2 separate regions of the Mus musculus genome follow, and region 1 is linked to region 2. A link is a contact called in public promoter capture Hi-C data. All regions are on one chromosome and are shown on one strand. Each heading gives the region's core, a stretch centred on a gene start, on an enhancer-like site or on the middle of the called end of the contact. The rest is flanking DNA. Distances are from core to core; before and after follow the strand shown.

Evidence for each region. Promoter capture Hi-C pulls out the DNA fragments that hold promoters and counts their contacts.
Region 1: a promoter capture Hi-C map of pre-B cells shows a contact between it and region 2. The contact joins the promoter of Hddc2 here to the promoter of Shprh in region 2. A contact is called at or near these places in 1 of 39 promoter capture datasets (pre-B cells) and 1 of 484 Hi-C or Micro-C datasets (CD4 T cells).

Annotation. Positions count from the first base shown.
Region 1 is chr10:31,309,516-31,316,254 of GRCm38.p6, reverse strand. It overlaps Hddc2 (HD domain containing 2), which reads right to left and starts at 2,850. Exons shown (of 6, transcript NM_027168.2): 1 at 2,772-2,850; 2 at 1,619-1,740. The coding sequence starts at 2,840.
Region 2 is chr10:11,147,118-11,154,014 of GRCm38.p6, reverse strand. Shprh (SNF2 histone linker PHD RING helicase) reads right to left here and starts at 4,585. Exons shown (of 30, transcript NM_001077707.1): 1 at 4,429-4,585; 2 at 1,747-2,402. The coding sequence starts at 2,364.

The DNA.
Region 1 (6,739 bases), core at 1,601-4,100, about 20 Mb before region 2:
ACATTCACTATAAGTATCCTTTCTACACTATCTTTTTAAATGTATGTTAACAAACTACCATTGTCTTCAGACACACCATCTGATCCCATTACAGACGGTTGTGAACCACCATGTGGGTGCTGGAAATTCAACGCAGACCTGGGGAAGAGCAGTCAGTACTCTTAATTACTGAGCTAATCTCTCCAGCCCTCTATACTATTTTTAAGCTTAATAATATATTTTTCTTTCTCTCCCCCATAGACTATTTTAATACGATACTTTCTAAACTAATTATACTCTACCAACCTATATTAGTACTGAATCAGAATTGCTTATAAATACTTAACACAATACTATCTATCTGTATGGTCTAACAGAGTATAGGATAAACTGACTTTTAAAAAAAATGGCTGATTTTACAAATGCTCATTTTAGGAGGTTCCACAAAGTCAGGAGATGTTTTACTTACACAAAATTTAGAACTCCAATGTCCTATTGCCAAAACAGTCAATATATATGGTAATGGATGCAGCTGAACTGACAGGGTTTTGAATTTGTATGGTAAGGCTACTGACCTTACAGCTTGTAGTGTACTGGCCTACCATGCACAAGGTCCTGAGTGTGATGCCCAGAATCACTAACAGGGGATAGAGGGAAGTACTTCATAGGGGAGACATGAAAATTACATTAAATAATGTTCTCATTCCATACTGATCATTTAACTCATGGCTATGAGAATAATCATCAGAATGGCAGGTGCAAATAATGAGGCAGGTGCCCCAGAATGGCTGGCATTTTTCAGTCTTAATACTCAACAAAGGGTCTCAAAGCCTCCTAGGTTTCCCACCTCCATTTTTTTTTTTTCTGGTCCAGGTCAAAATCTCTAACCAACTTCATTCATATCTCCAATTGACTTTTCATTTTTGTCTTGTGGTTTTTGTTTCTAAGTTCCCTAAGTTCTACTCTATCTGCAGAGCAACAGGACTTGCTGGGCTCCCCAAAAACATCCCTGTAGTCAACCTTACTTCCTTTTATTCCCCAAAGTACTCCATTACCTTCTCACCACCAGGATTTTGTTTCTGGACACTCTATATGCAAAGCCTTTCCCTACTTCTTAACCTATGTCACTTAGCTCAGATGCCATCTAACCCGTGAAGACCAACCAAGAACATGAGATCTTCCCTGCTACTGGAACAACTGGCTAATTTCCTACCCTAACTTATTTTGTAATTTTTATTGAAGCCACATCAGTCCTGTGCAATTCATTTGCTGTCTTCTTTGTAAACTCTTGTCTTGTGATTATCAAGCATTAAAAAGAACAAAAACAAAAACTTGCTGATGATCTAAAGAGATGCTAACTCTTTATAGCTCCTATGTAGTTATTGCCACACTAGTTCAACAATATGGCCTCAGAAATGGCTATCATTATTCATAAAAGCAGATAGTTCAAAGCCAAGTAAATACTAATTAATGCAAAGATACAATTCACACATATTCACCCTTTAAGGCCCTAACTTCTCACTTGTTTCCCCTGAGACCAACGCAGAATGTAACAGAAAACTTACTATAGTTTACAACTGAAGTCATCCTCACACAGAGTCCAGAAACCTTCATAAGCATCAATGTTCAAATAACTTACCTATCCTTGTTAAGACGGTCATCTCTGGTCACCATGGCCATAACTGCCATCCGGTACATGTGATCTGACACGCTTTCTGGCTTTTCGACATTTCTGTATACCCAGCCAGTCCGTGGAACTCTCTAATAAATAAGATAAGGAATTAAACAAAACACTATCCCTGGGAACAACAACAAAAAATGACAGGTGCTCTTCAAGAAAATGCCAGAGAATGGCCACAGAGCCACATGTCAGCTGAGTCGTGGTTTCAAACCTATTTTTTTAAAAATGTTTCATTTAAACTAATCATATCGATAAAAATCTGAAATCTCACTAGTGAGTGGACAATTCACAAATATACAAAAATGTTCAAAAGTATACAAAAGTCCAATAGTCTTTACTCTGTGCTAGTGAAGTATAACTATGGGATAATACACAAAAAGTTTTTAGACATAAAAGCAAAACTGGTGGTACGCCTGGTGGTACACGCCTGGAATCTAAGAACTCAACAGGTGAAGACCCAAGTTCCAGGCTGCCAGCCTGTGCTGTTCATCTGTGGTGTAGTTAGGAAAAATGCAAAGCAAAGCCCCAGTATTATTCCTAACTATGAGAGTAGTAGGTTTGTGCCGTCCAAAAACTCATTTCATACAATAATAGAATATTTTGTACATGCAACATGTGACAGACTCTCCAATTCTAACTCAGATGGCTTGGAGGAGTTTCCATGGCAGTCAAGCCTTTCACTACTTCTCAACCTGTGTAAGTCTGCATTTTCTCTGGGAGTTCTATGCATCTAACGAATTTCACAAATAGTCGCAGTGTTACAGAACAGCTCATCTTGGAACAAAGGGGGCTCTGCACAAGCTCTGCCAAGCAAGGGCTGGTGCACGCTGAAACCGATTTACTGAAACCAACAGTTCCGGAAGTCACGGTGATAGAGGAAGGTTTCCACAGCCTACGTGCAGGGGTTTCGGCTCCTGCCTTCCGCTGCCGCTCCGCAGCATCGCCATGGCCTGGGTTGTGGCCGCGCTGGGCATGGAGCGTGCACGAGTCCCCGGTCCAGCCTCGGCTGCGTACCCGCCAGCAACGCCGGGCTGAGCGAGGGAGGTTGCGTGAGGTCGGTGCCTGAGCTGGGCCGCACCGCCTCCCGGCCAAGCCGATCCCACCCGCTCACCTTGAGCTGCCCAACTAGACGCAGAAAACGCAACAGCCCGGCTCCAGAGCCGGACGAGGCCAAAGCCATGCTGAAGTGCATAAGAGCTGGGCGGTGTCAACCTCAAGCCCCTCCCCATTCCCCTTCAGCTCCTCCCCGCCCTCCTTCAGCTCCTCCCCGCCCTCCTTCAGCTCCTCCCCGCCCTTCTTCAGCTCCTCCCCGCCCTCCTTCAGCTCCTCCCCGCCCTCCTTCAGCTCCTCCCCGCCCTCCTTCAGCTCCTCCCCACCCTTTGGCTCCTCCTCACAGCCCCACTTCCTCCTTTGGTAGAGCACTTTCTCTGTACTAAGGTCTGTGCTCAGACTTTGGATGGTCTCTGCCCAAGTAACCATCAACTTTCACAGGAATCGCAGCTTGACGCTAAGGGCAGAAAGGCCTAAGGAGGATGAAGCTGGATAATGCCTGCAAACCTTGCTTCTTAGAAGCCCAGTGTCTGATTGGCAGGAAGAGCTAGCTATAAGAAGCTTCGCTTAACCAGTTTAACAAAGGCACTGGGCAAGCCTGTGAAGGGAGGCAATGCTTGGCAGACATACCAGGAAACTTTGGAGGAAGCAGGAAATGGGCTAGTAAGAGGAAGCCCATGGTGAAACCACAAGCATCCATTCTGCCAGGAAACTGATCAGGATCTTCCAGGACTACCTGACTAGTTTCCATTGACAATTTGATGGTACAAACTTTTAAATGCAGTTAATGGATATGGACAAATTCAAGCAGAGGGAGTCGAGGATATGAATAAGATTCAAGAAGAAAGAGAAATAAAAAGGAATTCCAATTTTATTTGTAACAAAGTAGGTTTATTTATTTACAGGGCCCTAAAAGGTGATGGTTCTAATGAACCATTGTCTGTTCTCGTTTCTCACTACTTGATATACCTACCACCTCTTCCATATGAGCCCGAATACTATACCGGGAACTATACTAGAAAATGTATAGTCATCATAGCATAATGTTGGTATAGAATGTTGCTCAGTAGATTCTACAGAACCCTGAGGCAGCATCCATGAGCAGCATCCAGGATTCTAAAGTCAGCTCTACAGAAGAAATGAAAAGTTGGCAGTATAGTGTAGCTGTGCATGAGGTCCCAAGTGCTCTCCAGCACTGAAGTAGCATCCATGAGCAGCATCCAGGATTCTAAAGTCAGCTCTACAGAAGAAATGAAAAGTTGGCAGTGTAGTGTAGCTGTGCATGAGGTCCCAAGTGCTCTCCAGCACTGAAGTAGGTGAGTGGTTTGTGTTATCTATAAAGCACAAGCTTCAAATGCCAGCACCACCAGGCTGCCTTGCTATGCTAAGGTCCTAGGTGTAGAAAGCCCTATTCCTGGTTTTATATATAGTCCCTATCTGCTTTCTCCCTATAAATCATACTGTTAGTCACTCTAATCAGAGTGTTTGAATCAGGTGTTATCGCAGTAAAAATGCCTGTGAAAGTGGCTTTTTAGAGTATAAAACTTTCTGGAAATCATAAATAGGACTTTATGGAAGTAGAATATCTTAAATAGCACCTTGCTCACCACCCTAGTTTGACAGTGTGAACTTGGGAGAGTAGGGGCTCTTTAGTCAGAGCATCCAGCAATTTGTACTCTGAGGGTTAAGAAGATTCAAATGAGTAAAGTATTTGATGACAAAGACAAGCCATATGTGACAAGAAAATGTTTTTTTTCATAGATGCACATGAAGAATATCAGCTGAAATAACTCACTCCTATCCATTATACTTGGGAGGAGTACAAAAAACACAATCCAAGAACGATTCTGGGGTTTCAAGAAGCTGTGGTCATAAGACTCTTGCCTTGTTTTCTTGGAGTTTTCTCACAAGCACTCAAGATTCCCCTTGCTCAACTCCATTCTTAGACTGTGGTCTGACAGCACCCATCACTCACATCAAGATTTAGCAGTGAAAGAACATTCTTCTTAGAATAGGAGCAGAGGAAACACCTAGAGACCTCATGAGTGACAGATGTCTTGAAACACTGGTGTTACTTAAAGATCTCTTGCAAAGGAACACAGTGGTTCTCGGGGATGTAAGAAGTGTGTGTTGCCTCGGGTGTGTAGTGAGGCTTTTTGAGAGGCCGGCAGAGTTGTAGGCAGTTTTTAGGTGAGTTACTGACCCTAGAGGAGACAAGCAGCATAGCATGGAGAGAACTCTGACCTGGACCTAAGCTCCAGCTTTCCACGTCAGGGGAATCTTGGGCAGGAGAAACCTCTGAAAAACTACTGACTTGTCCCTTTAAATGTTGACCATTTAGTTGATGTTTGCATACCACAGAAATTTAATAACTACTCAAGTCAATATTCAATGTATTCACTTGATTCTACAATTTATTCCAAAGACTAGTACTAGGGATTTATCAGTGAAAGTCTGATCCTTTATCTTTGCTCTCTTAAAACCTATTTTTTAGGCACATGGTGGTACATGCCTTTAATCCTAGCACTCAGGGCCAGAGGCAAACAACTATCTGAGTTTAGGTCCAGTTGGTACTATGACAGCCTTTTCTGAGTGAGTTATTGGACAGTCGGAACTACACAGAAAACCTCTGTCTCAAAAAACAAAAACAAAAACCCTAACTAAAAGTTTAATCTCCATTCTTAATTTGACTAGATTGAGAAACATGCAATGGTTTCATAAAGCACACCTCTAAGTGTATCCATGAAGGCATTTCTGAGAGGATTAAAGCACAGTAGTTCTGTCTTAATGAGTGAATTCATCCCTTGAAGGTTTTATATTATTATTATTTATAGTATTATTGGCTAAAGTAGAAGATGGGATAGCTAGAGGAAGTGGATGGCTGGGGTGTGCACCATGGGCCATATCTTCCTTTGGTTAATGTAATAATCAGCTTTAATTGTCAAGGTGACACAATCTAGAATCACATGAGACAAGAGTATCAATGAGAGATTGTGTAGATTAGGTTGGCCTGTGGGAGTGTCTGTGAGGGATTGTCTTAATGATGAGTGATGACCCAGCTGGAGAATGGGAGGTACTATTCCTTGCATTTGGATAGTCAGCAGAGCAACACACATGTGCACAAGGACTCATTTCTCTCTTCTCTCGACTGTGGATGTGTAGATGTGATGTGACTTGCTGCTTTTATGTACTGTAGCCTGGAATGTGACCTAAAATAAGCCCTTTCTCCCTGTGTTGCCTCTTGTCAAGGTATTTTATCATGGAATCAGAAGAGATGCTAGGACAGCCTTTCCTGTGCTTCCTGTCTGATACAATGTTCTGGTCCACCACCCTTACCTACCATGATGGGATGGGTTGAACCCTCTGAAACCTTGAGGGAAAAAATATTCCCTCAATAGGTTGTTTTTCTCCAGTATTTGGAAACAGTGACACAGAAGCCTGATGAATACGAAGAGAGAAAACACAAACTCTTGCCACACGGGGCTTAGATTACAGTTGGGAGAAAGATAGTTACAAGTGAGCAGAATGTCCCAATACGTCAGATGGTGTGATAGGACTATGATTGTCAGTTTGATTGGATTTTAAAAGCACATATGGAATTAAGGAAGCATACTTCTGCATGTGTCTCTAAAGGAATTTCTAGACAAGTTTGGCTTAGGAAACAAACTTGTCTAAATATGGATGGCACCATCCAATAGGTGAGAGACCTTCATTGTATAGGGGTGGGGCACAGAAATACAAAACGTGTAGGTATAGAGTCTCTCTCTCTCTCTCTCTCTCTCTCTTCTTCCTTTCCTCTCCTCCCTCTCTCATTTTCTTCCACCTTTCCTCCCTCACCCCTCTCTGTCTCCCTCCCTTCTTCATTCCCTCTATTTTCTGATACTGGGGCCACATTGCTCTGCTATACCTTTTCCACCATGGTGAATTAGAAACACTTTCAGTGTGAGCTAAATAAACCTTGCCTTCCTTAAATTGTGTATTAGTCACTTTGGACAATGGCAAGAAAGCTGACTAACACAGATGGTAAGG
Region 2 (6,897 bases), core at 3,336-5,835:
GAAAAAAACAGACTTTGACTATGGTAAGTATCTTAACTTACAAAACAATGGAGCTGTTGAATCCTAAGAGTGGAAATATTCAAATTTAAGTAGAGACAATGATATTTAGGAGTAAAAGAAATTTAGGAAACATAACTTTTATTTAGCCTCATATGTTTTTATTTTTAAAATGGAAAGTCTATGAAGTAGTCTAAATAGTTTAATTTTTAAGATTTCTAATGGCAAACAATGCATTTTCTTCATTTCTCCAGCAATCCTGGGCTAATTCCCTAATGACTGAAATCCTTCATTTTTTCTGCTGAAATTTTAAGAATCCAGCAACATTACACTGGAACAAGTGGCAAAGATTCCATTTCAGAACCGTTCATATTTGCATTCTGTTCACCTGGAGATGGCTTAAATATTTACATACTTAGCCCAATCAAGGTCAGGGAAAATGGAAGACATTACGACATGGTTTTAAGGGTAGAATACAGACACATAGGCTATGATTTCTTACTTTCCTGCTCTCAGCAAAATTCTGGTCCTCAAAATCAGTAGGCAGGGAATTGCAAGGTTGAGATCCACTGTCCAGGAAAAAGTTAATTGCTGTATAATGCTTTTAAATGTTCTCTTATTCTTTAGGTTAGTCAGAAATAAATCTATGGCCATTCCACCCTAAACACACCAGATCTCCTCAGAAATAATAATTAGCCTACAGATATAATTTCTTTTGAGAAATAAGAAAAACATTTCAGTGACACAAAGATGAAACAATTTCTTAGGGTTTTTCTTTCCGCCTTTAGTGTGTTTCAAGCAGTGTCTTAGGGTTTTACTGCTGTAAACAGACACCATGACCAAGGCAACTCTTATAAGAACAACATTCAATTGGGGCTGGCTTACAGGTTCAGAGGTTCAGTCCATTATCATCAAGGGAGGAGTATGGCAGCATCCAGGCAGGCATGATGGGGGAGGAGCTGAGAGTTCTACATCTAGTTCCAAAGGCAAACATGAGAAGACTTGCTTCCAGGTAGCTAGGACTAGGGTTTTAAAGCCCACACCCACAGTGACACACCTACTCCAACAAGGTCACACCTCCTAATAATGCCACTCCCTGGACCAAGCATATACAAACCATCACAAGTAGCCAAAAGAAAAAAGAAAATAGATACACTGGGCAAGGATATGTAGTACCATGCCTGGGACTTAAAAACCTTCTCTATGCATCCATGCATTCTTTCTGAATGGACTATCAGAGATGGGGAAGAGGAAACCAAAAAAAGCACAGACAGAAGGACAGAATATGTTTGGGAGACAAATTTTGGAATTTCAGGAACCAAATAAAAAAATAGTGACAAAGGGTAAAATTCATGACATATGATAGCAAGTTGTTAAGTCAGAATAGCAAGGTTACACTTAAGTTTTACAATCAGGAAATTAAGTCACATTTCAAATACACCATTTCTGAAACAAAATAGATGAAAGATTTGAAAATAGAAGGTATTATAATGCAAGATGGTGAGAACCAAAGCAGTTAACAGAGCACAGAGGCAGGAAGAGAAAACCAGGAGAGTCTCCTTAGGGAAGCACAGCCTGGCTAGTTGGGACTGGCAGGAAGACACAGTTTTACAGTTACTTAAAGCCCCATACAAAGTTATTCTTTGAAACTTAATAACGGGGGCTTACTGCTGGGTTTTGAGACTTTCAAAGTTAACATCAATGAATTACCAGTGTAGAACCTTACACAACACCACAGACCCTGAGTACCTTGATTGTGTGAGTGCCGTCTGGTCTCTGGTAGAGTTTTATTCCTCTTCTCTTCTGTAGCCAGGCCAAATCCTGTAACATGTCACTACTGAAGGAGGATTCCACTCGGATTCCCTTGCTACAAACACCGGCTGATCCTTCAAGAACATTTTCTTGTTTCTCTACATTTTTACATTCTGAATGAACATAGATCAGGAACTGACTGCTTGACTCTGAAGGACTCAATGTAAAAGTCCTTTCAGAAAAATGTTCAACTAAACTCTCTTTGGGGAGAAGCTGAAGAGCAAAATCTCCCAGAAATGCTTTCCAAGAATTATCCACACGATAGGGAGAAACTGTAACATTCAAAGTCACAGACAAACGGGTCTCTTCCTCGGTGGCCTCTAAGACGCTCACAGTCTCTGAACGCCTCTTCTTATCTCTGTGAAGTGCACTCTCAGGAGGGCCTTCATCGATGATGATGCAATCAGAAGAAGAGTCTGCATCTGAACAGGCCTGTTCCCCGACCGTCATGGTGAGCGGCTCACTCCTCAGGTCCTCATGCATGTTCCAGTGAAGCTGCTGTTGCCTTTCTTCATCGACCTTCATCGGGGGAGCACGTTTCCTTCGGCTGCTCATTTTCACGCTTCCACTTTCTTGATAAGTAAATGTGAATTCTAAATGACAAATGGAATAGTTGGTGTGAGGCAGGATAAAGACAGGAAAACTAAGAGAATAGAGTCCATACAGTCAAGTCTGGTTAAAGCCTCTGGCTAACTGCAAATCTAGACTCCAGGAAAATTAACAATGTACATCTGCTGTGAAGGTTACCAACACTGAGGTGATATATCTTTTATGAGGAAATAGTTCCAAACAAAAACATAAACATTGCAATATTCAGGCTTACAGCCCTAATGTGCACAAACCTAGGCTGGGCCTCACTCCTCTACTGGATATTTTCTAGGACTCTCACACACAAGACTCTGACTTTCATTCACAGTGAAAATATCCTCATTTCATGAAGCACATCCTAACCCAGTTCCTTATCTTAACAATAACCCTGTGATACTAGGCACATTCCTCAGTAGCCCTTACACAAAACTTAAGTCTGTTATATAATGTGAACTCTTCAAAATAGGTAAATTGATAAGAAGACTTAAGTCAAGTAATAGCTGCTGTGCTTTGGCTATAAAAGCTCCTCACAGATTACATGTCAGAACTGAGATGGGGCCTAGGAGTAGGGAGTCCGATGCTGGTTGCTGAGCCTGGGGGACCAGTCTTGTTTCCTATCCTGTCTGTTTTCTTATCTACCCAGGTGTGAGCAACAAGGTGTGACCAAGCTGCTGCAACAAGAACACCCCACTGTGTCTTCCCATCAGAAGGGATTGGTAATTGGTCACCTCAAGGACAAAACTAACAGGTAAGAAACACTTTAACCATGATCTCATGTATCAAATGCTGTGACAGTTTCACTCATGTTTGGTAGAAATTTTCAGTTAAGAAACAATCCCATTAAAGAAGACAAATTATAATACTATACTTGATGGCCAACAACTAGGAAGACAAACCTCTCACTACATCAGAAATAAATGCCTGTCTCACATGTTAGTTGTATTTAACCCCACACCACTGCTCTTTTAATTCCAATGAGCTTGACAATCCCAAAGCGTTAACAAAACTTCGATCGATCCTTATACAGAGGAGGGAAGAACACACACACACACACACACACACACACACACACACTAGTTTTATGGATTAACAGTGTGATTGGCAGGGAGTATCACTATTCAAAGGTTTGGACCAATTGGAATAGGTGTGGCCTTGTTGCAGTAAGTGTGTGACTGCAAGAGCTGCCTGGAAGCCAGTATTCTGCTAGCAGGCTTCAGATGAAGATGTGGAGTTCTAAGCATCTTCTGCACCATGCCTGCCTGGATGCTGCCATGCTCCCACCTTGATGACAATGGACTGAACCTCAGAACCTGTAAGCCAGTGCCAATTAAATGTCATCCTTTATAAGACTTGCCTTGGTCATGGTGTCTATTCACGGGAGTAAAACCCTAACTGAGACAAAGAGTAAAAGCTTAGACAAAGAATAAAGTGGTGTTAGCGATCATGGGACCTAGGCAAATACAGGAGCAAAGGCAAACACGTAGGAGAAAAACATAGACTTGCCATGATAAATTCAAGCCAAGTGGATTAAAAGGCACCACGGTGAAAAGGCAAGACTGTAAACAATACCGTTCCTCCCACAGGGTACCTTAACCAGAAACCAACATCTTCGTTCACCAACCTAGCGCTACCTGCAGCGTCAAAGTGCACACAATGCACAGGAGCCAGGGCGCTTCTGCAGGCGACTGTAATGCTTGAGAGTTTGCCAGCCTAACTTGGCGGCCTCTGCATCCCTCCCAGCTACCTGTCGTCCCACGCACCGCCAGCCTGCAAGGCAAGTTATCCTCGAAGAAGGAGCCGGAGGGACAGCTCGTGACAGGGCCTCAGCACGCAAGCGTGGGCAGCAAGCACCCGTCCCACGCGAGAAGGGCTCGGCCCACGTCCGGGCTGGGGCCGAGCCGCGGGGCCTCGCAGGGCCGATCACTCCGGATCCCGGAGCTGCGCAGGAGCCCTCGGAGTTTCCCTGACGCGCAGAGCCAGCCTCCCTCCGCCGCGACTCTAACCCCAGAGCCCGCACGCACCCTCACCTACCTCAGCCGCTCTGCAGGCACCTGTCGCCGGGCCCGGCCCTCCTCGCAGGCTGCAGATCCCGGGCCCACAGTCGCCACACTCACCTGCGGGAGTTGCGCATGCGCGCTGCACGCTGGGTGAAGCCTGGCACCCAGGCCGGAAGCCGCCAGCGCCAGCTGAGGAGGCCAGCAGGAGCGCTCGCTCCAGGCGAACGCGCAGGACCAGTCGGGACGCTCCGCCCCTCTTTCCGGTGTTGGCTTCAAAAAGCACCTCTGCGCATGTCCCGTCCCTGAGGTCCCGGTAGAAGACGGTTTAAGTCTCGCGGTGGTTGTGCCTCTCTCTTTTCCCCGCCTCCCGTGGCTTTAGCAAATGCAGGATGGGCGGGGCCCGAAAGAAGGGGCGGGACCTCTTGCCAGAGAGGGCGGGGCTCTTTGCCAGAGCGGTAGGCTTGATGTGAGTTGTGGTTTTCATAAAAAGGCAGAAAGTTACATAAAACGGAATTCACGATGCTGAGCAATTATAATACCCAAACAAATATACAATTAATCCACTAAACCAAAAGAATTCGATCTGCTAAGGAAAAAAAAAAAAAAAAAAAAAAAAGGCAGAGACGATGTCTTCAAAAGGAACTGAGAAAAATGAAGCCAGAGAGAAATTTATTCTTGCCAAGAAAATTACTAAGGCTTTAAATGTTTAAACGTTTTAAGAGAAAAAAAATTATACAGCTATGCTGAAGCAGGCCTCCCAGTATCTTTTCCAAAGGGAGAATTCTATCTTCAGTAGACATAAAAGTCTCTCCTCTGAGGATTTCAATAGTGTGTTTACCAAGTGCTTTGTATGTCCTTCGAATTTTTTTCTGTGGAGTAATTTTTTTTTTTGTTTGTTTGTTTGGTTGTTTTGTAATCACCAGAGCTAATTCCAGGGGAGGAAAAGGTTCGCTTGTTATTTGGCTTTCTGGAAATTCCCTGTTGTGAGACATCTGTTCATGAAAATACTGTGTCTTACCACCTAGTAGATGGTAAATAATCTAATGATAGTACAGACAGGAGAACCGACTTATTGGACACACTCAGATCTTACACGTGAATCCCCACTTTTCATATAACTCAGCTGCCTTGTTTGGAAACAATACAGGTGTGTTGTATCATGTCTAAGCTAGGCTTGGATCCAGTCCATAGTGATAAATATTGCAATTAAGAAAATTTTAATTTTTTTTTCTGGTTTCTGTGTTGTGGTCCAGTAAGTATACATCATGTCTAAACAGAGTATAAATATCAAAATGTTTAAATATTTTGACTGAATTCTCAGCACAGTACCTTTCTCTTGATAGAGGATTTGCTTTGAAGCTGATGGCTGCTCAGTCAAGCTCCTGGCTGGCAGAAGAGGAGGCACCTATAGAAACGTGTTAAAAATAAACACAAGTTCTGGTTTGCAAAGAAAGAGATCACTACTCTATCCGACAAGGCTGAGCCACACAATATGGGTGCTCAGAGCTGAACTCAGATCTTGTGCAAGAGAAGAGTGATCTCATAACCTCTGAGCTCACTCTCCGCTATCTCCCTAGAATGTATTTCTTAAACAAAAAGATGTAACAACCAAAGTGACTCCTTGCTCCATGGCCATGAAAAGAATATCAATCTCACTAGACACCTGCACTGAAGCTTTGGGGTAACTAGGTACATTAACCTAGAAGCAATAATTTGAAAATAATGTATATATTTTTAATTTTCTGAGCAGTGTATCTCAACAATGAGCTCAAAATATTCGGTGAAAACACTTATTAAGCAGATAATCTGCCATCAAGGGGGACGTGCAATACACTTTTTAAGAGCCACAGAACCTTTACAGCTTTAGTATTTACCTCCAACCTAAAGTCAACAGTTGAATTATTTCCCCAGAAGAAAGTCATCCTGTAATTAAAGTTTAAAGCCACTCACCGATTTCTCCTTAGCTGTGGAAGTCCTATAGGCCATGTTCTTCCATAAGAGGTTTGCTTACTCTGTACTGCTCTGCCTTCCCACCCCATAACCAATCTTAGCTCTCTTTCTCCTGATAAAGCTTTACAGTTTCTTCTCCATCATTTACTGTTTCAGTTTATACTTTTAGGTTACAAGGATGCTTTTCCCCCCATAAGCCACATGAGCAAACCATCTGCTAGCGCTCAAGCTCTGCCTCCTGCAAGACACAGTCTCTGGTGGCTGCCTTCTAATTAAGATGTAGAGCTCTCAGCTCCTTCTCCAGCACCATGCCTGTCTGAACACTATCAGGCTTCCTACTATGATGATAATGTACTGAACCGCTGAACCTGTAAGCCAGCCCCAATTAAATGTTTACCTTGTAAATGTTGTCTTGGTCATAGTATCTCTTCACAGGAACGGAAACCCTAAGCCGCCTCCTAAGGCATGTTTTCCCAACTACCTCAGAACTTTAAGCAATGGGAGTATTGCAGATGAATTTTTGATACCTGTGAAAGAATATTTGTGATGCTAA